2 separate regions of the Macaca fascicularis genome follow, and region 2 is linked to region 1. The links are chromatin contacts, called in public Hi-C maps. All regions are on one chromosome and are shown on one strand. The core of a region is the stretch at or near the end of the contact, and the rest is flanking DNA. Distances in the headings are between cores, read along the strand shown. Region 1 holds the start of SUSD6 (sushi domain containing 6). Region 2 has its middle 37 kb from the start of SRSF5.

Region 1 (5,588 bases), core at 2,297-4,796:
ATTTGTATGATTCCATTTATAGGGAGTGCTCAGAATAGGCAAATCTATAGAGACAGAAAGTAAATTGTTGATTGCCTAGGGAGGGAGGCAGGGAAGGTGGTAGGGAGGGAGGAAATGGGTAGTGACTGCTAATAGGTATAGGAGTTTTTTTAGGGTCATGAAAATGTTCTAAAATATTGTACAACTCTGTAAATATACTAAAAACCATTGAATTGTTCACTCTAAATGTACAATTGTACATGTACAAATTTGTACAATTTGTAAAGTTATACAAAATAAATATACAAATTTAAACTGTAACTTGCTGGTATGTGAATATCTCAATAAAACTGTTAATTAATTTATTTATTTGAGACATAGTCTCACTCTGTCGCACAGGCTGGAGTGCAGTGCAGTGGTGCAATCTTGGCTCATTGCAGCCTCTGCCTCCCAGGTTCAAGCAATTCTTTTGACTAGCCTCCCACATAGCTGGGATTACAGGCGTGCACCACCATGTCCGGCTAATTTTTGTATTTTTAGTAGAGATGAGGTTTTGCCATGTTGGTCAGGCTGGTCTTGAACTCCTGGCCTCAAATGATCGCGCTGCCTCAGCTTCCCAAAATGCTGGGATTACAGTGTGAGAAAGCTGTTAAAAAAAAAAAAAAAAAAAAAAAAACTTAAAAATTTTAAACAATTTTATTTTTAAAAATCTATGATCCCTCCCACTTGAGAATGTCTGTCTAAATTATTTTTAACCTTCATCTTGTGAGATCTTTTCAATGACAGAAAGATGATATTCACCCCAGACAAGGAAGCACCATTCCATTTTGCAGGTGAGAAGAGCAAGGGCTATGTGTAGAATGTAACAGGGGCTTTTCATCAGCTCAACAGAGGAGGCCAATGGAACTTCAGATGGGAGAGGAAGAGAAGACAGGAAAGGCTGGTGAGCCGGCATTTATAAAGGGAGGAGACTTGACCCTGATTCTGGCAATTCAAAGCAGAAGGAAATGGATGCTAATCCCAGCTGTAATCCCAGCTACTCAGGAGACTGAGGCAGGAGAATCCCCTGAACCCAGGAGGTAGAGGTTGCCGTGAACTCAGATCACACCACTGCACTCCAGCCTGAGCGACAGAGCAAGACTCCGTCAAAATACATACATACATACATATTTAAAATGTTTAAAATTTTTAATTTAATACTATTCTGTGGCACTTTGGGGCTCAACCAAAGTGCCACAGAAAAGTAGAAGCAGCAGCTTTGGGAAGATTCTGAAGGGTAAGTGGAGAAGGCCTTCAAGATTGAGGAAACAGCATGGGCACCTGGTTTGTGACTGAGATGTGACAGGAATGGCTTGTTAGAGACCAGCAGGTGGTATGGGGAGGCTGGAGTGGGGTGTGTGGAGGGATGGAGAGCATTTGGGCCCAATTGTGGAGAGCACAGGATACTACAGTCCTTGCTGATGAGTTTGAGTTCATTCTGTGGACCCTGAAGGTCAGGGAGAGGATTTTTTTTTTTTTTTTTTTTTTTTGAGACAGTCTCACTCTCTCACCCAGGCTGGAGTGCATGGCACAATCTAGGCTCACTGCAACCTCTGCTTCCTGAGTTCAAGCGATTCTCCTGCCTCAGACTCCCGAGTAGCTGAGATTACAGGCATGTGCCACCATGCCTGGCTAATTTTTGTATTTTTAGTAGAGAAGGGGTTTCACCATGTTGTCCAGGCTGGTCTCAAACTCTTGACTTCGTGATCCGCCCGCCTCGGCCTCCCATAGTGTTGGGATTACAGGCGTGAGCCACCGTGCCCGGCTGAGGATTTTTGGGTAGTGATGGACAGATCTGCATAGGGTCTCATAAGGGATTTTATAAGGTGGCAGTTCTTGCATGAAGTTACTGAGCCTCTTAGTGGCCAAACTGACTTCAGTGCACAGCCAAGGGCTCAGTTACCTCAGCAGTTGATCTGACCTGAACCATCCATGCCTGCTTTCTTCCCTTTCTTCTCTTTCTTTTTCTCCTTCTCTCCATTCGTCTTCTCCAATTCTTCCTCCATCCCTTTCCCTTGCTTCCTTCCCTCCTTGTCCCCTCCCTGAGCCTTGGGTCTGCCTGGCGTGTTCCTGCTGCCCACACTGATTTGGTTGCGCTCTGCTGCAGACCCAGGTAGTTCTGAGGTTTGCTTTTCAATCTTCTAGTGGTCTGGGCAGTGTGGCCCCAAATGAGCAGGAAGGGAGGGGTGCCCATCTTCTCTAATGAGTGTGGACCCAAGAAGGCAAGGACGAAAGAAGGCAGAACAAGGATAGGCTTATGAAAAAGTCAACAAGCCACAGGTTGCTGTGGGGCCCAGAAGGGAAGGGTTCTTTTGGGGATGGGTCTGTGTGCATGGGGAGGAGCATCCTGTTTATTTGGTTCAAGCTACTTCACAAGGACATGCCCTGTTAATTCACAGCACTTTTCCTGAAAGCCTACTAGAACTAGGGCTGGTGAGAGGCCCTGAGAAGGTGTATCCTTTTGTCCAAGAGCATCTGGGAGAAGAGGCCTGCCTGACCCAAGCTGCAGCAAAGACACAAGTCTGTAGGTCCAGATGTGAACTCTACCACTGATTTACAAGTAGGAGTTCCTTAACATTTATTGAGGACCTCGGAGACCTACAAGGTGCAAGGCCCTGGGGCACAAAGATAAAAAGCCAGAGTCCTCCCCATCAAGGCGCCACGGGCCCTGTAAACACATAAACCGAGGACACACTGCATGAGAGATCACCAATAAACGATGTAGCCATACAGTGCACAAACTGCTCACTCAGTATGTGCTAGAAAATAGCCCCAGGAGGCAAGGCTCAAGAGGGGAAATACAGTTAGGAATGTGGCAGGCCTCTAGCCCGGGCTCTGCCAGTCGTGCCTCAACTGCGGTTTTCTCAACCTTGAGATCCCTTGTGTGCTTTTAGCATGCTGAAGGATCACTCACTTCGGAATGCTAGTGAAAATACAGATTCCCAAGTCCGACCCCACTGAACCACAATGGCTGGAGGTGGGGCCCCGAATCTGCATTTTCACCCCCACCCACCCCCCGGGCAGCTTTAATGTTGGCAGACTAGGAACCAGTTTAGAGTACTGCTTAACAGGGAGATAATAACCTGCTTCAGAGATAGTTCAGACGAGCAATTCAACAGGTAACAAGGCAACATGCGTCAAAAGCCTTGTAAACCTGACGGCAGTACAATTCTTTTCAAATCATAGTAATTCAATAATGCAAATAATAATAATAGTAAACGAACTGAAGAGCGCACTGCAAACGCCGCACAGTCCAGCTGAGTCGGTGCCACCGCCCCATCCACTCCAGCGCAGAGGGACTGTCCCTTTAAGGACCCCCCACCTCCCCAACCGCGTCGCTTCTCCCGTGGGTACCTGGCCCGGCCGGCGGCGCGTGCGTGCGGGGCCTCCCGGCGGGGCGGTCGGGGCGGTCGCGGCGGCGCGACGCCGGCGCGACGCCGTCGCTGTTGCGTGCGCGCCTGGCACCGCCCCTTCCCCGCCCCCTCCCCCTCCGCGGGGCCTCCCCCGCCCGCGCGGTACAGCTGGGTTAGTGACGCGGACGCTGCAGCCGCCGCTACCGCCGAGTTCTATTCTCCCAAGCCGGCGACCGCCCCGCCACCTCCCTCCCTCCCGCCCGCTTCCTCTGCCCACAGCGCCGGCCAGAGCGAGCTAGACAAGGGCAAGCGGGGCCTCCCCTAGACCCGAGAAGGCTGCGGGCGCGCGCAAGCGGCGGCGTGGAAGCGGTGAGCGCCCCCATCCCGGAGGTCTCCGCCGGCTCCCGGGTGAGTTGTCACGGCGGGCGGGGGGCGGCGGGGCAGGCATTGTGCCCCCGACGCGCCCGGCCGGCTGTCAGGGGCGCGGGACCAGCGCGCACCGCCCAGGATTGACGCTGGCCGGAGCCCGGGCCGGCTTCGGCGGCTCCCCGCTCTTCTCTGCGCCGGCCCGCTGTCACCCGGCCGCGAACCGCGCCGCTGGGAGCCCCGCGCTGGCGTGGCGCGGCCGGCGGGCCGGCAGTGGGGGCTGCGCGGCCGGGGGGACCAGCGGCTGGTTTGCGGCCGGGAACTTAGTGACCTGCGGTCCGGGGCGCGCCGTCCCGCGTCGCTGCCGGGGCAGCGCCGGCAGAGCCAGACGCCGTGCCGGTGGGTGCGGAGGAGGTAGGCAGAGGCCCTCTGTGCCACTGTCATTACTGCCCTCAGCCCAGCAAAACTGCGGGGCTTGCGCTGGGGCGGGCAGGGCTGGCTTAGAGAAGGTGGATTTCCTGAGGAAATCTCAGAGCTCGCCTGTGCGCTCCGCAGCGTTCGGGAGCCCCCGCGCCTCGGCTGCTCTTTAATCTCAAAAACGTCTCTTGTTAACCAGGCTAAACTCCCCGAAACCAGCTCTTTTCTTTCAAAAAGTAGGCACGTACATACAGACTTTCCTTTTTTACGCTTGGTTTTGAGACCCCAGCTATGAGTGTGGATCTGACTCTCCCTCATGGGAGTCGTGGCTGGGGAGCTGCTGAAGTGGAGAAAAGTTACTCTGGATGAATTTAGGAGCAGGAGGGGGAGGTGGTTATGCGGACAGCAAGACCCAGAAGCAAAGAGGCGTCAAAATAAAGTCTTGGTCTGGTTAAAGGGAAGTTGGCGTCTGGGCAAAGAGGCCTAAAGCTGTTGTTCCCACAAAATTTTCTTTCGGTGGCAGGCGACATGCTGGGCTTTGTTGCTCTTGCTAACTGGGCTCCTGTGTGCTCTTCCAGAGGTGCAGTAAGATTACTCGGTTCAATTAGGCCTAGGGATTTACCCCCTTTTTTGATCTACAGAGATGGGAAGCGTGGCTTTCCACCCTTCACAGTAGTTAATTCATTTCTTGCTGTTTTCGTTCTTCTTGTGTTAAAAAAATACATAGGAGTTACGCACACACACCTTTTCTGTTTTGGGAATTCCACACCCAAATTGTCACCATCTAGTGGAGGCTAGTAGAGACATGTGCTTGGCACTGACTTCTGAGTTCTCTGGGCTTTATGTTTTTAGCTAGAAGCATATTCAACCAGAAATTAAAATTTTCCTGGAGTTGGGTGAGGTATTTCTGCATCTCAGGAAAGAAGGTATTTAATTAAGCAGCAATGATATGGAAAGGTTCTTGAGGACTTACTGAGTACCAAGCTTTGTGCTAAGGGCTTTACTTTTTTGAACTTATTTAATAAACAACAGACTTTTGAGGTAGATATTATTATCCCCATTCTTCTAGTTGAGACCCAAACCAAACAAGTTAAATAACTCGCCCGTGTCAGTTAGGTATCTCATGGTGGAGCCCACAGTCTGAACTACTAGATTATACTGCTGGTTTCCGGTTTGTTTACCTTTTGGTAAAATTGAACCTGGAGTCTTTCTAAAACCTTCTCAAAGCACTGCTGCTTCAGGCTGTTTCTCAGATCAGGAGCATTCTAAACTCTTTCTCCAGGGTACACACTTACGGTATGTTTGCATAAGAGTCATTTGTTCATTCTTTCCTTCAGTACTCCCAAGTATTTATGTGATACACAATGTATGCCAGGCACTGTGCTATGTATTGCAGGTACTGCATTGAGTAAGTCAGAATCCAGCTCTCATGGA
Region 2 (5,846 bases), core at 1,923-4,422, 120 kb after region 1:
AAAAGAATAATACAGCCTGGCACCAATCGCAGAATACATTGTATGAAAAAGGCCAAGTATGGAGGAATAGAAGAAATAGGCCAGGTATAGAATAGGCCAAGTATAGAAATGCAATCATTTGTATACAAAAAGAGAGAAACAGTGTCAATGTGCTTGCTTCTGTATGCACAGAGGATGTCTGTAAATACACCCCAGACATTGAGAGCACTGGGTGACTCTGGAGAGAGATTCTGGTGCTTGGGAGAGTGACATGGGAGGAAGAATCTTCTACACCCTTTTGTACTTCAGAATTTTTAAGCAAGTGAATGTATTACCTGTTTAATAAATTAATTAAACTAAAATTATATATTAAAAAGTGAAACGGTCTGGGCACAGTGGCTCATGCCTGTAATCCCAACACCATGGGAGGCTGAGGCAGGAGGATCTCTTGAACCCAGGAATTCAAGAGCAGCCTGGGCAACATGGTGAGACCCTCATCTCTACCAAAAATTAGAAAAAATAGCTGGGCATTGTGGTGCACACCTGTGGTCCCAGCTACTTGGGAGGCTGAGATGGAAGAATTGCTTGAGCCCAGGAGGTTGAGGCTGCAGTGATCTGGGTTCACACCACTGCACTTCAGTCTGGGTGAGAGAAATCCTGTCTCAAAACAAAACAAAACAAAAGGGCAGGGCGTAGTGGCTCACGCCTGTAATTCCAGCACTTTGGGAGGCCGAGGCGGGCAGATCACAAGGTCAGGAGTTTGAGACCAGTCTAACCAACATAGTGAAACCCTGTCTCTACTAAAAACAGAAAAATTAGCTGGATGTGGTGGCAGGCGCCTATAATCCCAGCTACTTGGGAGACTGAGGCAGGAGAATTGCTTGAACCCGGGAAGCGGAGGTTGTGGTGAGCCAAGATCGCACAACTGCACTCCAGCCTGGGTGACAGAGCGAGACGCCTTCTCAAAAAACAAACAAACAAACAAAAGGGCATGCTACCTAGATACAGAAGGAATAGAAGGAATAAGTTAACAAGAAATTTTAAAAATTTATCTGATCTCTTGTTGCAAATTAGTAATCTGCCTTATGGGACAGGTCACACAGCTACCTGCAGGGCCTTGCTTAAGAACAATAAACAATTCTCATTGCCTGCTATTTTCATCTACTTTATCCGGAAAATTAAAATTATTTGTTGGGACTTTTAGTATTATGGATGGAATTGTTCCCCCTTCCCCCCATTCATATGTTGGAGTGTTGAAGTCCTAACTCTCAGTCCCTCAGAATGTGATCGTATTTGGGGATAGGGTCTTTAAAGAGGTAATTAAGTCAAAATAAGGTCACCCGATGGCCCTAATGCAATATAACTGGTGTCCCTACAAGAAGAGGAAATGGAAGATGATGTGAAGACACGGGGAGAAGACAGCCTTGTATGAGCCAAGGAGAGGTCTGGAACAGATTTTGCCCTCACGGGCCTGGGGATGAACCAAACTTGCTGACATCCTGCTATTGGACTTCCAGCATCCAGAATGTAAGAACATAAATTTCTGTTGTTTAAACAACAGTCTATGGACTGTTCAGGCTGCCCAGTCTATGGAAGACTGTAATGGCAGCCCTAGCAAACTCATACATTCAGTCTCAGAAGTGGGGGTTGGACCAGGGCTTCTTCCCACGACCAGAACACATGCAGGCCAAGTGCGGTGGCTCATGCCTGTAATCCCAGCACTTTGGGAGAACTGAGGTGGGCGGATCATTTGAGGTCAGAAGTTTGAGACCAGCCTGGCCAACATGATGAAACCCCGTCTCTACTAAAAATACAAAAACTAGCCCAGCATGGTGACTCTTGCCTGTAGTCCCAGCTACTCGGGAGGCTGAGGCAGAAGAATCACTTGAATCCAGGAGGTGGAGGTTACAGTGAGCTGAGATGGTGCTACTGCACTCAAGCCTGGGTGACAGAGTGAGGCTCTGTCAAAGAAAAAAAAAAGAACACATTCAGAGAATGGGCAGGCAGCCAGCATGGAGGGAGCTGATGAGGGAACTAGTGAGAAAGGGAAGAAGGCACCCAGTGGGGCAGGACTTTCAATGCCATACTAAGGATATGGATGTGATTCTGCAGGCAAATGGGAGTCATTGAAGGATACTGAAGAGAAGAATGGTGTGCTCTCAGTGTAACATATCAGGAAAGAGCTTGATGGACAGTGGATTGGAGTGGACACCAACTGGAAAGACCGCTGCAGGCATCTGGTAAAAGATGTTCATTAGCCCTCAGGTGATGAGAGCAGAAGGGGGGCTTGACTTAGTTAGAATTCACAGAATTGCTCATGTATTTGGGAAAATCATTCAGGTGAGGCGTCTTGAGCTTTGTGGCTGACTGTATGGAAAGGAATGAGAAACAAAGGGATCAAAAAGGCTGCTTATCTCTATGCATAGCAAGGAGAAGAAAGGCGGGAAAGACAGAGAAATGAACAAATTGCTTTGATTTGGAAGAGTGTGTGCAGGGAACCTGTGCAGAGGGCTGGAGCGCATGGGTCTGTGGACTGTGACCAGGACGTGGAGCAGGGTCCATCACACTTGTTCAGAGGGAAGGACCAAAGCCTGTTTCAGGAAATTGCTTCTGAGGTGAAATAGAAGTGGTGTGTCTCCCAGAGGAAGATGTAAGGGAACTTGAAGGACCAGAGTACAGCCCACCTGTGAGAGGCAGTAATTTAGCCCCTCCCATTTTTCTCCATGGCCAGATCTTGGGGGCACCATGCCGACGGCTCTGCGGGGTCTGTTGCAGGCCTAGTTTTTCATTCCTGGGATAGAGTATGGAGGCTGCGGTGGGAGGATCACCTGAGCCCAGGAGATCGAGGCTGCAGGGAGCTGTGTTCGTGCCAATGCACTCCAGCCTAGGCGCCAGAATGACACCCTGTCTCAAAACGAGCAAACAAAAAACAAACCAAAACAAAACTAATGATGCAAAATTTTAAAATTAAAAAAAAGAAGAAAATACAGGATCCACGAAGAGGAGTGGATCCACCCCGTCTTCCTTCCCCGCTGCCATGCCCTTTGGCAGGCAGCCGTCCTCACGCCCAGAAAGCCCCAGCTTCGGAGTACGAGGGCAAATTCTTCTGCCTGCACAGGCCGGGGTGCTCGCCACCCTCGCGGTCCGCGTGCGCGTCCTCACGCAGGCTCAGCAGCGCCCGGGCCTGCAGCAGAGGCCGGAGGAAGCACCACGGGCAGCTCAGACCCGAGGGCGCAAGGGCGCGCCGGGCAGGCAGGGCCAGGGCAGAGGGTCCGATTTCCTCCCTCTGACTGGAAAAAAAAGCCGCTCTCCCTGGGAAGAACTCGAAGAAGTTGGATGTCTGATCTTCACCTTGGATTTGGGGTCTCGGCCTGCGGGCGACTCACCCCACCCACCAGGAGCCCACGAAGCCGGGCCGGCTCAGCCCGCTGGCGCCATCTAGTGTCGAGTGAGGAGGCGGCCTTCTGCGGCTGGAGGCGACGCTTGGGCTTGGGGTGAGTTAGCCTCCAGGTTATCAAAACGGGGATCAGCGGGGAGTCGGGGGTGTGACAGCCAGTCCTGCTTGGACTCTGTATTCTGTTTGCTAGAGCTGCGGTAACAAATTCCACTAACTGGGTGGCTTGAGGCAGCAGAGGTGTCTTCTGTCACAGTTCTGGAGGCCAGAAGTCTGAAATCAAGGCTTGGGCAGGGCCGTGTCCCCTCCTCAGGCTCTAGGGAGAGTCTGTCCTGGCCTCTTTCTAGCTTTTGGCGGCTGCCCGCAGTTCTTGTTGTGGGTTTGCTTACAGATGCCTCCTCATTCCAGTTTCTGTCTTCCTGTATGTCCAGGCCCCGATCTCCCTCCTCCTATAAGAGCATGAGTTATAGGATTAGAGCCCACTCAATCCAGTAGGACTCATCTTAACCTGATCACAGCCTATTTTCGCATAAGATCACATTCAGAGGAACCAGAGGTTAGGACACCCTCCATAGAATCTTTTCGCTCGACAGATGTGCCTGGAGCACCTGCAAGGTGCCAGGCTGGTGCTGAGGGTTGGGCACACGGAGCTGCTCTGTCCTTGAGGTTCTCACGACTGACACTAATAGTGTTATCACTGATCCATGTCCCTCTTCAACCTTGACTCCTTAGTGCCTAGCAGGGCCGGCCCAGAAGCCCTGTATTTCATTGAATTAGGAAGGAAGGATGGAGGAGGGCAGGAGAGAGGAAAGAAGGGTTGCAGGAATGATGCAGGGAGACCACGCAGCCGGGAAGTGGGTGCAGAGCAGTTGGCTAGGGCTTTACAGAGCAAGTGCTTTTGGAGCTGGGTCTTGAACAAATAGCAGTTTAGTTGCCAGGCAGAAGAGATGGGCCAGGGGGAGAGGCATTCTAGGCAGAGCTAACAGGTGGGCAATGCCCAGTTGTGAGTGGTGTCGTGAGGTTGGGGAGTTTGGGAGCCGGGTGTGGTTGGAAGGGAGGGTGTGGGGGCAAGGTGCTGTCAAATGGCTCAGACCTGGAGACTGTGGCTCTATGGTGAAAGGCTTTTAGAGCCATTCTCTTGGCTTGAAGTATCTTGTAGGTGGGCACCCTAGAAGGTTTTAAAGCATGTGCTAGGTGTCATAATTACCAGGGGTGGAGAAGGTGCAACAGGCAGAGACCCATGAAACAGAGGTCCATAGACTATCCTATCTTATAAATAAAAACTATTATTATTTTTTGAGACAGTGTAGGACTGTAATCTGATCTGATACATTCTATCCATTAATATCTGAGTTAAATATGTTATTAGCTCCCAATCCAGACCCCAGGAGAGGATTCTTGGATCTTCCGCAAGAAAGAATTCAGGGCCAGTCCACAGAGTAAAGTGAAAGCAAGTTTATGAAGAACATAAAGGAATGAAAGAATAGCTACTGTATAGACAGAGCAGTGGCATGGGCTGCTCAACTGAGTATATTTATAGTTATTTCTTGATTATATGCTAAACAAGGCATGGATTATTCTTGAGATTTCCAGGAAAGGGGTGGGAATTCCTGGAACTGAGGGTTCCTCTTCCTTTTAGACCATATAGGGTAACTTCTGGACATTGCCATGGCATTTGTAAATGGTCATGGCATTGGTGGGAGTGTCTTTTAATATGGTAATGCATTATAATTAATGTATAATGAGCAGTGAGGATGACCAGAGGTCACTCTCATCATCATCTTGGTTTTGGTGGGTTTTAGCTGGCTTCTTTTTTTTTTTTTTTTTTTTTTGAGATGGAGTTTTGCTCTTGTGCCCAGGTAGGTGTGCAATGGCACGATCTCAGCTCACTGCAACCTCCGCTTCCCGATTCAAGCGATTCTCCTGCCTCAGTCTTCTGAGTAGCTGATTTAGCCAGCTTCTTTACTGCATCCTGTTTTATCAGTGTGGTCTTTGTGACCTGTATCTTGTAACCTCTATCTCATCCTGTGACTTAGAATGCCTAACTGTCTGGGGATGCAGCCCTGTAGGTCTCAGCCTTATTTTACCCAGCCTTGGATGGGTAAAGTGCTGGGATTACAGGCATGAACCACTGTGCCTGGACTGACTTGCTTGTTTTTACAGAGATAATCAATCCAGAGTGATGAAACAGACAAATGCTTTGGTTCATGCATCCATCCATCCATCCATCCATCCATCCATCCATCCATCCGGTATTTACTGAGTGTCACCAAGGACTTGCCAAGGTCACATTGCTGTTTAGTAATCCAGCCTTGGATGATTGTTTATACAAAGTTTAATACAAGAAAAACTTCACTGTCTGTCTATTTTCTGGCCTTTTTTTTTCTTTTGAGACAGAGTCTTGCTCTTTTGCCCAGTCTAGGATGCAGAGGCACAATTATACCTCACTTCAGTTTCGACCTCCTGGCCTCAA

What was found. A called contact is a pair of places that touch in the nucleus more often than the background predicts.
Region 2: a Hi-C map of skeletal muscle shows a contact between it and region 1, with 5 times the contacts expected there. The contact joins the enhancer-like site here to the promoter of SUSD6 in region 1. A contact is called at or near these places in 2 of 2 Hi-C or Micro-C datasets (liver and skeletal muscle).

Annotation. Positions count from the first base shown.
Region 1 is chr7:137,528,710-137,534,297 of T2T-MFA8v1.1, forward strand. It overlaps SUSD6 (sushi domain containing 6), which reads left to right and starts at 3,547. Exons shown (of 6, transcript XM_005561611.4): 1 at 3,547-3,779. It overlaps LOC123574579 (a long non-coding RNA gene), which reads right to left and starts at 3,440. Exons shown (of 2, transcript XR_006699598.3): 1 at 3,373-3,440.
Region 2 is chr7:137,645,374-137,651,219 of T2T-MFA8v1.1, forward strand. No RefSeq gene overlaps it. Among named protein-coding and RNA genes, the nearest start is that of SRSF5, 37 kb to the right of the region's middle. Within about 2 kb of position 3,173, at least 5 of the 6 cell types and tissues checked have an H3K27ac peak or open chromatin away from gene starts, as enhancers often do.